2 separate regions of the Triticum aestivum genome follow, and region 2 is linked to region 1. The links are chromatin contacts, called in public Hi-C maps. All regions are on one chromosome and are shown on one strand. Each heading gives the region's core, a stretch centred on a gene start, on an enhancer-like site or on the middle of the called end of the contact. The rest is flanking DNA. Distances are from core to core; before and after follow the strand shown. Region 1 holds the start of LOC123181293 (aquaporin NIP3-1). Region 2 holds the start of LOC123181294 (kinesin-like protein KIN-7K, chloroplastic).

What was found. Hi-C and Micro-C count contacts between places; a contact is called where the count stands out from the background.
Region 2: a Hi-C map of leaf shows a contact between it and region 1, with 5 times the contacts expected there. The contact joins the promoter of LOC123181294 here to the promoter of LOC123181293 in region 1. A contact is called at or near these places in 2 of 5 Hi-C or Micro-C datasets (both in leaf).

What each region holds. Positions count from the first base shown.
Region 1 is chr1D:252,800,910-252,807,268 of IWGSC CS RefSeq v2.1, reverse strand. LOC123181293 (aquaporin NIP3-1) reads right to left here and starts at 3,917. Exons shown (of 4, transcript XM_044593550.1): 1 at 3,013-3,917; 2 at 1-23. The coding sequence starts at 3,228.
Region 2 is chr1D:253,001,105-253,007,463 of IWGSC CS RefSeq v2.1, reverse strand. LOC123181294 (kinesin-like protein KIN-7K, chloroplastic) reads right to left here and starts at 3,994. Exons shown (of 25, transcript XM_044593553.1): 1 at 3,267-3,994; 2 at 3,051-3,148; 3 at 993-1,082; 4 at 566-618; 5 at 224-289. The coding sequence starts at 3,586.

The DNA of each region.
Region 1 (6,359 bases), core at 2,668-5,167:
GTGCCCACGAACTCCGCGCCCAGCTGCACCAATGTAGTAAATTCATGGGGTCAGTTTTCAAGAACTAGTGGGTCATGGCCCATGCACGTCCGACAAAGAACAAACAAAGCCCATTTCGCATTCTTTTTTCTCTTTCTGTTCGACTGTCAACTGTGAAGTTGCGTTAGAATTCAGCGGTCTTGATCATCAAGCACTAAATAAAAGTTGAAATGACAAACTGTTATTGCCATCACATGCCGATATCCCGTTGGATTTTACGCGGAGTTGCGGACAGAGTCAGATCGGACATGTCACAGGTGAACGAGACGTCCAAAGGGAAGCAACCATTCTCGTCCCTCACGGGTGGCAAAGGCTGAGGCGATCTATTGAGTCAACTATGAGTCTTGGACATGATTGTCCTCTCATGTCACGTCCAGGAACAGGAACCTTACCCGAGAAATAATTGTACTTCAACTCCAAGCAAAGATCACATCGTCTTATCAACGGTGTCATTGCCAGTTTTCCAACCAAAACATGCATCATGCACCCCCACTACAACAAGTCTATTTTCATCTAGTTTTTTGTTTGTTTTTTTAGGCAATTCTATTTTCATCTTTTTTAAGGGATATTCCATTTTCATCTAGTGAGTGCATGTTGATGGGAAAAAAGTTTTTTTAGACATGATGGGAAAAAAAGTGTGGCCCAACTTACATTTTTTTCTTTTGAGGGAAGGCCCAACTTACATTACCAACGCCTCAAAAAAAAATCTTTGCTTGGAGTTCCCTCAAAAAAAAAATGAAATCAGCCCCATACGGGGCGATAGCGTAGTTCCCAAACAAAAGCCCAATGCCAGAAGGTCCATGTCAGCCGCATGTTTGATTTGCCACAGCAGAGAAATAGCAAGCCCACTACAAAAGAGAATGTAGACATTTTGCCAGTCTTTTTATTATTTCAAAACGGTATTTTGCCAGTCTTAATTTTTTTAGTTGGAATTTGTTGCAGCTACATTAAATTATCAAGGTACACACCGAGGCCACCACCTACCTAACACACGTCGGTGGTATTTGAAACCAAGTTTTAAAATCCTATTTCTGCAACCTTCTCTAGCTAGTTCGTGTGCGACTTTATTGGCCGAGCATCGCAACCATAGCGCCCTAAATTCCTCAAAAGAACTGGATGGATTGTATTTTCCTGACAAATCTATACTCCAATAAAACTAAGAAATGGAGTATGTTGGATTACGATGTCATTGGAATTTTCCAAAAATACTAGATACACACTTTTCAAAAAAATTATCCATAATTTCATACTTACTCATTATGCATGTGAAACGCAACACCTATCCCACAAAAACACATAGCACCTAGTGTAAAATCCTAGATCCACCACTAGGTCCAATTGCAAGGGAGTGGTGTGTCAAGTCATGCAATCTTAACTTGGTGCTATTGTAACACACTATATTTATCAGCAACATTTTTATTGCATCCTAACGCTTGAGATGAAATAGCTTGATTTTTTTAATAATAATGACATATTTAGTTTCAAGGTTATACACAGGGTTAGATGGAAACAACGGACGAGCCCAACTCAAGCAAACTTATTGCAATGCACAGGTCGGGTATCCCTTCCGTCCCTTTTTGTAAGGTTACCTTTTTCCTAAATTCAAAATTTTGTGTGTTTGACTAAATTTACGAGAAAACTATTAATGTCTGCAATAGTAAACAAACAAAAATATGGAAATGTATTTCCAGATGTGGATCTAATAATACCAATTTGATTTTGTAGGTGTTGATATTTTTTCTATAAACTCTGTTAAGAAAGAACTTTCTTTTTGAAAAAAACACCTTATAAAAAGAAATGGAGAGTGTATATACATAATAAGTGTACAAAGCATAATGCCACCGATCAATCTAGAACTCTCCTCTGTGTTCTTTTTACCGAAAATTTGTGAAGTTCACACAATTTTCATGACTTCAAAAGAAAATGCTACAACCACAAATATCGTACGAAGAGTTTCCCCTATAATTTAATACTCTTAGAAGAAATTGATATAGAAGTTTTTTCCCATACTATTCTTTAAGAAAAGGAGCATGGTGATATTAAAGGGCAAAATTTTCAATGAAGACCATGTTTTCAGCCATTCAACTTAATTTTTGAGACGTCAGAATAGATTGGATTGGTTTGCGTCAAATCTAGTTTGTACTATTTCTATTGTTAAGTGATTAAGTGATGTGTTCCTGATATATTTTAAGATCTCCGCAAATTATTTCCCCTCGAGTTCACTAGAGAGTGGCTATCCGGGTTGTTAGGCAATATTATTACTTCAAACTAATGCTGGTTTACCGCAAAAAAGAAACTAATGCTTTTTATTTGAAGGAAGCCCATAATGGCTTGCTTTATTAACTCAACAAAATATTTATGTCATCGGCTAGTTTATCAAGGAGTAAACTAGGGGGATCACCATCCCAAATACTAGAAAGTTTATTATACAAACTAAATTGAGCTAGCTCATGGGCAACACTATTAGCCTCTCTAAAACAGTGCATAAAGTTTACCGCAAAAAAGAAACTAATGCTGGTTGGATGATGCCATTGGGTTTGGGGGCCGAACGATGAACGGAACGTTGAATAATTTCAAAGAAACAAAGATTCTTTAGAGTCATGACTGCGTAGAGCCAGACACGAACTTTTGTACTGTTGCGGTGTGTGCTGTACACGAGCAGGGCCATACGTCCTGAAACTGGCCGTGTTTTGTTGTCTCTGCGTGCATGTATAACATTGGACCGTCCCGTACTACATACGGTAGCTGGACTGCAGAATGTCTCCTGCACAGTTCCGGAAAGGAAGAGAAATCCATTTCCAGATACGGAACTCGGGAAAAGAAAAACCTCACAATAACAGCAATACTCATATCCATGGCGTGACCAACCGAAGAGTAAAAATAAATATAGTGCAGAGAGAGAGAGAGAGAGAGAGACCGAATATAGCGTGACAATGTGCACGTGCATGGCCGCGAGCGCGACGTCCGGCATACCTTGCGGGGGAGCGAGACGTCCGGCGCGGGGATCTCCAGGACGCAGGCGTTGGGCGACATCCACGCGTCCACCGGCAGGCATCTGCACCGCGGCATCGACTTGCGCTCGTACGACAGCGAGTCCACCCGCGGCCCCGCGAACAGCGGCGCCGGCGTGCCCGGCGTCGCCGGCGCCGACAGGTTCGGCGTCTCCGCCCCAGCCGCCGCCGCCTCCATCACACCACTCTGCTAATCAAGCTGCCAACCCCCTCTTCTCCCTCTCTTTTTTTCGGGTTTTTTCAAGACGAATGCGGTGGTGGAATGGAGATAGGAGGCTCACTAACTACATGATTTGACGGTTTTTGCGAAGGTGATGATGCTACGGCAATGGACGGATTATCTCCAGCAGGATCACAGGACCGCGACTGATGGCTACGACTAGCGATACATGATTGGAGTTTCTGTCAACTTTTTTTTTGTTGATTTTTTGGGCTGGGTGGCAAGAAAAGACGGCGGACAAATTTACATGATATGGAGGCTTTTCTAGATTTCGTGCTAAGGACTCGGTGCGGGTGAATCCAGCCTACTAGATATGCAACTCTGCAACCTTTTGAAACTAGGAGGGAAGTGACTGATTTTTTTGTGGTTTTCTGGGTTGGATCTGGGTCGATGCTGGAGATGGTGTGCTCTACATGATTCGCAGGTTTTTTCCCAAGGTTTGGCTAAGGAATCGGAAGGGGAATGGTGCCCAGCTCTAACGATCTCAAGAACAGGAGTGATCACTCTAGGGTTGGAGCAGAGGAGAAATGGAAGCGCATTCGGGTTGCAGGAACAGGAACGGGGAGTGGAAATGCAGGTGGTGTCAATGGAGGTCGAAGGCGAGGAGGAAGGAGCAGTGGGATGGGCGGGATGGAGTGGGTGTGGACGGAGCCGTCTATCTATATAGCCGAAGTAACAGAGCACATGAGGCGACGGATCGAGGTCAATGGCTTCCTCCACTTCTCGAGGCATCTTTCTCTCCCCAACTGCTCTTCAATAATGCACGCCGACTAATCACAGGACATGGAGGGGATCGAGATCGCGTCATCAAGAAATCCCTGAATTAAACGAGTGATGATCGTAGCATTAGTTTAAGAAGACAAGCAAACAAGCAGTGGAGTGGAGCGGGCGCTTCATCAGGTAACTGCCAAACTGAAGAGAATATCTTCACTAAGTTTCTGAAACCATCGTTTTTCATCGATCAAACAATGCGGCGTGAGCGTGACCCCGGCATGCAAATTGTCGTTTCAATCAACGTAGTACTGGCATTTTGCTCCGTTATTGTGCTGGCGCGACGTTGATCATTGCTCCTTGTTTAATCGGATCCCCCGGTCAAATGATGCTGTTGTTAAATTATTGCATGATATCACCCGGTGTTTGGAACCATGCGCGTGCAGTTTGATCGAGGAAATAGTACAATATGATATCACCCGGTGTCGGCCATGCATGTAGGGGGGCGCGCAATCAGGCGATCTTTCACTCTTCTGAACCCGAAGGTTCCTAACCATGCTACTACATCCATGGTCGCACAACAAAATTATTTACCCTAGCACACCGAGCCATTGTCCTTGGTTTTTACCGTGCTACTAGTAGATGCATTGAGAACTAACTGATGCAGTTAGCACTCAATAAGTACTGGAGCTCCTACACTGCTAACGACGTATTGTATAGTGTATACCTGCCTAGAGAGTTAATAAGACTCAATCAGAGGAAAATAAAAAAGAGTTAGGGCCTGTCCACTTGATCCTGTCATGTGCCGTGTTGGTTTTGCAGCACGACTGTACACCTGTTCGTGCTGGATTACTGGTGTGTGGTTTTGGCAATGTCCAGATCATGGTAGTCAGTAGTCACCTGCCCTCACAACCTCCACTTGTTCAAATCGTTGTTTGGTTACCTTTTTAATACCTCTCTGACTTGGAACAGCAGGTAGTATTCAGTATCAAATGAATGGAGAAATGGCCATGTACACATTCACTTCATGACAGTGGCATCGACACTCCACCTCCCTTCCATGTGGATAATGCGATCAAGCCGTCGAAATCGACGAATCCAGTGATGGGAGCTTGAATCTACTGCAATGAATGCTGATTGACGAATACCGGGAGATCAGATCGATGAACGGCTGAAACGAACATCACCGGTTTGAAATCTGAACAACAGAGAGTGTGCAGCAAACTGTGTCCTTCTCGACCAGACAGCATGTATGAGTGCTACATCCAATCATAATTTTTTCGCGATGATGCCGCCAATCATTCTGTGGCTAATTAATCGCAAAAGCCTCTTCCTTAAATGCTCTGCGGGCCAGATCGAAGAAATCATCATCTTTCCCTGAAAAAAAAAAGTTGGAAGAATCGCACACGTCTTGTGTGCGTAAAGCGATGCCCGGATTTGACAAAGCGGCTTTTCTCTGAAGAACGTACGTAACCTAGGTTAGCTTAGCCGCTGACACCGCGATTAAAAGACTGTGCTTGCACCGTGGACCGACAATTGTCCGCGGAATAATCTTTGTGCGACAGATCACAGATCTCACGATCCAGACGATAGTTTCGCCCACTAATCCACGTGCGCTTTACACTCTGCGAATAATTCAGTGTGCAGAAGCATCTGAAGCAAAAGGCGCAGCGCATCTGAAGAAAATCAGATGGGCAGCAGCTGCAGCGGAGATCAGATCGAGTGTTACATTCTTCTGCAAGCTTAACTTCCTATCGCGAATAGGCATGGTATGATCGGCGGCGCACGTTTCAGACGATGCCTTCCTTGACTACCCACTGACACTTCGTAGCCGTAGGGCGGGAGCGGAACGGTACTGGAGGAATGCCGTGCGCCCGGCGCGGAGTTACCCCGGCAGCGGATAAACAGACAGGTTCGCATGTCATCTCGCGATGAGGGAGAGGCGAGGGGCAAGCAAAACCTCTCGCACGCCGCTGCTTTTCCCCGTCGTTTCGTGCTCTAGCCAAGCCAAGGAGCTAGCTAGCGAGAGCTGCTGAGGGCTTTGTGCGAGGTTAGCCTAGCTCCTAGGGCCTTTGTGTGACCTGCACTACACGGATGGTTGGATCGATCCATGGACGAAAGTGGCAGCAACTGTTCCTACAGTAAGCTATCTATGGCTGCTTTTGCTCTGAACCGTCGGTTTGGTTCAGTCTGAATAAGCCCGTCGCCGAATGGCACATTCCACCGCTGCTCTAGTCATTTGGTCGATGCCCGACGGAGCATTGCGGACTAGACAGCACCCCCCCTTGTTCCGCGTTAAAACTGCCGGTGTGCATTGACCAAGATGCGCTCTCCAGACGTGATCCTTCGTAAGTTCGTAGTGTGTCGATCGGTACATG
Region 2 (6,359 bases), core at 2,745-5,244, 200 kb before region 1:
ACAGTGTTCGAAATTATATTTAGTGTTTATCCAAACGATGCTTTGTGGCTAGTAATGACTAGGAAGACATAGGTACAGATTTACGAGGTGATTAACTAGTCACCAAAGTAAAGTGTTCCTTCATTAAAAAATATAAAACAAATCCATTAGTGCAGTTAAACATATTTACAGTGTGGAGTTTAAATGCTATATTGCTATGTAACTCAAGCACTTGCTGTCATACCTCTTGTATTAAGCTGAAGACATCCTTGATGGCTAATGGGATTATTCCAGGACAATTCTGGTCACCCTGTGAAAGATTGGGGAACAAATGAATAGGCAGTATAAATATTAGTCTTGTCTTCACAAATCACAAATGGACTTGTATCCAACAATATTATTTTCGAAAAATGGATATAGCACAATCATAATTGTTACCACGTGAAGTAGCAGGTGCAGAAAATCGATTGGAACAACGGAATTGAACTGAAAGGAATATGCTAAAGGGAAGACCCTTCAAAGAATAATATCTTGCTGCTATTCTACCTGTGTTTTGACCTTATTTCTGTAGAAAATAAGAACTTACATGCATTGTGTGGGTTTTCCCACTGCTTGTGACACCATAGGCAAAAACTGTCCCTACAAGTTAGTACAAAGATGTGTTCAGAGATCAGTGACTATGATAAGCTAACAATTCACCATACAAGGCAAAATATGAATTATGTAAGAATACATGCCATTACAGCAATAGCCCTCATAAAATATCGAAGCATTGAAGAAAACGATATGGACAATAAGAGTAAATTAGGTATCAAAGGAAGCATGATGAGAAGCTAGAGATTGGATATCTCATAATGCACTGTGCAGTGACGACAGTAATATTACATATGGGCATAGAGTGAAGGTGGACAGATAAAAGTCTCTGTGGCTGTTGAATTACATATGACATTATAATTATATCAAAAATCAACATAAAATGTGTAGAGTAACCTAAATAAATGAAAGTAACATACCATTTATGCCCTCCATAGCACCTTTCACAACAGGCCGAGCAGCAACATCATAGACAGCCTCTGTAGCTGTTGAAGGCCCAAAAACTCTATCTAAACAAAGAAACAAAGTGGAGAAAAGAGATTAATTATCATGTAGAAATCAAGGTGACATAATATGTTGATTTATCTTAGTTGGTTCGCCAGTTTTAAATTCAGTTATATTGATTTACTGTGACCAGTAACGTTTTATCACAGTAAGGGAACGAATCAGGATAACTGTTTAGAAACTACTCCCTCCATCCCATAATTTAAGATGTTATTAACTTATTACAACCAATATATGAGTATGTTGGCTGTAATAACATCTTATAATAGGGGACGGAGGGAGTAGTAAATGCCATTAAGTTTGCTGTGAAACAATTTTCTGGGTCTTTTTTCAGCACATGTGTCCAATTTCTATTGATAAAGATCACAGCACAGGGCATCAGCATCATCCATGTCGTACGATCAACGTCCATGGAGAATATCAGACATTCCAGAGAACTACATAAAGCCTTGTTGGTATCTACATTCTAATGCATCTCAACAGTGAACCACAGTTCTTGAATTTGCAAATGGATACCTTCAGACTGAATTTTCAATATATCTACATCTCAGGAGGCGAAAACTAAAATGAACAAAACCCTGCGTAAGTATGAACACAGGTATATCTACATCTCAGGAGGCGAAAACTAAAATGAACAAAACCCCCGCATATCAAAGGTGATCAAACCCATCTGTGTATCTTTATATGAAGCCACGAATCATGCCACAAACTTCAATGAAACTTCAGGGATCTCAGCACTTCCCAACATCTCAGAGGAAACAGCATCCTTGCCTCTGGATAAGCTTTGTTATGGTTTCATGCCCGCATTGGACACTCTTGTGAGCAAAAGGATCTCATAAACTGTATTTATATCATAGGCTTCGTAGGCTATGTGTGAATGTGAAGTACGCCCATCTTCAGTCTAGATTTCAAAACGCCGTTCTAAATCATAGGCTTCATAGGCTATGTGTAAATGTGTGGGCATAAGACTGTCTTATCACTGTGCCTTTTAATAACATAGATCAGATAATATCATAATGCACTCCATACTATTCATTGTACTTAACAAATAAGCACATACAAAAGAAGGATAAGTCAAAATATCCATATGCACATACGTTGTATAATACACAAGTAGTGAAATCATACAGTGAGAATTGGAACTTCTCTCTCAGGTATATATAATGTAGAAGCGGCAAAAATTATCCACGCCCAAAAAGCCACAAACTGATGATATATATGTTCTTAACTACTCCAGGTATCTGGCTGGCATGTGCCCGTTCTCAAATTACCAGCCAACACCAATGTTTCCCTTCACAAATACTCTGTATCTATAGCTTGAACAAGCCTTCAAACATCCACTGGTTGTGGACAAATTGGGCCATGGGACCTGTACTAGCATTGCTTATGTAAACCGTAGATCTCACTGTCAAGTCATCTGAAATTCTTAACTGAAATTCACAGCATACTTAGTGAGGGCAATTGAGAGCAAACAGTCTTCTGCAATCTCCATAAAAACAGTCTTCGCAGCATACTGAAGTCAACCTCGTGAAAAATTACTAGCTGTCGACTAAACAATATCAGCTGCCTCTAGAAATGTGAACCAGGACTAAAATTTTCAGTTCATCCTCCCTTGTCTTGGCTCTTATGAATTCTGTCAGCCCACAATACTAGCCGACTCCGTACTAATTTCAGTAGTGCCTCACTTATGGTGTAAAACGTGTATGTGACTATGTATAAACATGCATATATCAGTTAAAGTGTGTATGTGACTGTGTAAACATGCATATTTCACCAATGTACCCTGGAGAAAGAATTGCATTCAATAGCCGAACCGATATCATCCTCAAAATTTGCATGAAGAATCCAAGCCCCCAAATCACAGATAGCTCAAAACTACTAGTCAGGTACCTAACTTGCCAAATCACCAATCCCACAACCTACATTGCCAAATCCCAAATAAACCAACGGAGCAACAAAGCGTAGCTGCTTACCATAACCATAAGCCGATGGCTGGACGTAGTCACACCGCACAAGCCGATCCCCGTCGGGATACCACGTGATCTCGTCGCCGCGCTGGATCTCCCGTTCGCTGCAACCACATCGAATCCAGCTCAAATCAGTCGGAATACTGGCGACCGCGCCCCGGCAGAAACCCATAGCAACAGCTCCCGCAGGCAGATCCCCGCAGCCCCCTCCCAGATCCCCACCTGAGTGGCCGGAAGCGGATGGTGACGGAGATGCTGTCGCCTGATCGGGAGGTGTCCTCAATGACGAGCTCGTCCGCGCTAGGGAACGGCACCGGAGCAGGAGGCGGCGGCGGGGCGGGGGCGGACCGGCGTCCGGGGGTGGTGGACCTCGAGCCCCCGCCGCCGCCGTACGAGGAGACGGAGGAGGAGGAGCGGGGGATGAGCCGCCCGGCCATGTAGGAGCTGGAGGAGGAGGAGGAGGTCGGCGGGCGGCGGCTCCCCGCGGAGAAGGGCGAGCTGCTCCGCCTCGACGAGGACGACGAGGACGGCCGCGAGGACATCGCGGATCTCGCCCGCAAGGCGACGCACGCACGCACGCACGCGGCGGTGGGGCGCGGCGCGGCGCGGACGGGCGAGCGAGGCGGAGGGAGGGGTAGGTATCCGAAGGTCAGAGGCTTCACATGGCCTGCTCCATTCAATCCAAAAGAGAAGAGAGGCCGCTGCGTCGCGAGATTTTAAAAGCGAGACGCCACGCCGCAGAAGAAGCAGCGCAGCAGCACGGGGAGGAAGGAGGAGGCGGAGGAGGCTGTACTGCTACCCCTTGCTCGACGCAGCGTAGGTGGGGACCACGTTGACCACGTGGCGGCGCAGTTACGCTGAGCTGCCGGGGTAGTACCCCCGCGCGGCCCACCCGTCGGTCGGCGGCGGTGATTTGAAATGGGGGGACGGTGAGACGGGTTACGTGTGGCGGGCGGGAATAACTGCGGCGTGTTTCGCTTTCTGCGGGAGTTTTTATTGCTCTCGGGGAGGGGCCAGGGGAAAGGAAAGGGAAGCGGTGGCCGGTGGGAAGAGGGAAGAGGGAAGAAGGCAGCGGGCGTGAGGTGGGAAGAAAAAAAAACTTAGGTGCGGTGGTGAAACGGGTGGTGGCAGCGTGCGGCTTTCCTGGAGGCGCACGCGATCTGCTTCCACTGCGGCAACTGAGCGCTGACGCTGGGGAGGGGAGCTGGTTGGTGTGGTGTGGTCACCAGCTTTGCTTGGTCTGTTGTTATTGGGTTTTTTTTTCTCTTTTTCTGGGATCCTTTGGACTTTTTAAAACCCAAGGTTTTGTTGTTCTCGAGATGGGATTTGAAATACGAATTTGAACTTACAAAAGAGATCGTCGCTCGTCTGAAGTACCGACTACCGAGTACTCTTATGTTTGGCACAAAAGCTAGAAACTTGAAGACTTTAGATTTTTGGACTTTGCAGGCAAACGTCTCGTTTACTGTTGGATTGAGGCACGAATCTTGGAGCATGGGAGATCAGCCGCGTCAGCAAATGAATTTGTTCGTTCAGGAAAAAAGACAAACGTCGCGAACACCCCCACTCCTCTGTCTTCCGAGGTTTTCTTTTCTCTTCCCCTGCTCCTCCATTCCCCTCACATCATGGCGATATGAGCAGATCCGACGGATCCCAAGCAGTTCTCCGAAGTGGGTGGTGGCGCATAATGGCTCAGCTGTAGGGGAACGCAGTAATTTTAAAAATTTCCTACGAACACGTAAGATCTATTAGGTGATGCATAACAACAAGAGGGGAGAGTGTTGTCTACGTACCTTCGTAGACCGAAAGCGGAAGCGTTATGACAACGCGGTTGATGTAGTCGTACGTCTTCACGATCCGACCAATCCAAGTACCAAACGCACGGCACCTCCGCGATCTGCACACGTTCAGCTCGGTGACGTCCCTCGAACTCTTGATCCAGTTGAGGTCGAGGGAGAGTTTCGTCAGCACGACGGCGTGGTGACGGTGATGATGAAGTTACCGGCGCAGGGCTTCGCCTAAGCACTGCAACGATATGACCGAGGTGAAAATCTGTGGGGGGCACCGCACACGACTAAGACAACTGTCAACTTGTGTGTTCTAGGGTGCCCCCCTGCCCCGTATATAAAGGAGAAGGGGGAGGCCGGCCGGCCCTCATAGGGTGTGCCCCAAGTAGGATTCCTACTAGGAATCATATTCCTAGTAGGTTCCCAACAAGAGAAGAGAGGGGGAAGGAAGGAGAGGGAGAGAGGGAGAAGGAAAGCCCCCCCCCCCTTCCCTTGTCCTATTCGGACTCCAAGGGGGGGCTGCCCTGGCTGCCCTCTTCTCTCTCCACTAAGGCCCATGGTGGCCCATTAATTCCCCCCGGGGTTCCTATAACCCCTCCGGCACTCCGATTTTACCCGGAACACTTTCGGTGTCCGAATAACATGGTCCAATATATCAATCTTTATGTCTCGACCATTTTGAGACTCCTCGTCATGTCCGTGATCTCATCCGGGACTCCGAACTATCTTCGGTACATCAAAACACATAAACTCATACTACCGATCGTCATCGAACGTTAAGCGTGCGGACCCTACAGGTTCGAGAACTATGTAGACATGACCGAGACACATCTCTGGTCAATAACCAATAGCGGAACCTGGATGCTCATATTGGCTCCTACATATTCTACGAAGATCTTTATCGGTCAAACCGCATAATGATACGTCTCCAGCGTATCTATAATTTTTTATTGTTCCATGCTATATTATATATTGTTTTGGATGTTTAATGGGCTTTATTATACACTTTTATATTATTTTTGGGACAAACCTATTAACCGGAGGCCCAACCCAAATTGTTGCTTTTTCCTATTTTAGTGTTTCGCAAAAAAAAATATCAAACGGAGTCCAAACGGAATGAAACCTTCGAGAACGTGATTTTCGGAACAAACGTGATCCAGAGGACTTGGAGTCTACGTAAAGCAATCAACGAGGAGACCACGAGGCAGGGGGCGCGCCTACCCCCCCCCAGGCGCGCCCTCCACCCTCGTGGGGCCCACGTTGCTCCACCGACGTACTTCTTCCTCCTATATATACCCATATACCCTGAAACATCAGATACGGAGCCAAAACCCTATTTCCACCGCCGCAACCTTCTGTACCCGTGAGATCCCATCTTGGGGCCTTTTCCGGCGCTCCGCCGGAGGGGCATTGATCACGGAGGGCTTCTACATCAACACCATAGCCTCTCCGATGATGTGTGAGTAGTTTACCTCAGACCTTCGGGTCCATAGTTATTAGCTAGATGGCTTCTTCTCTCTCTTTGGAT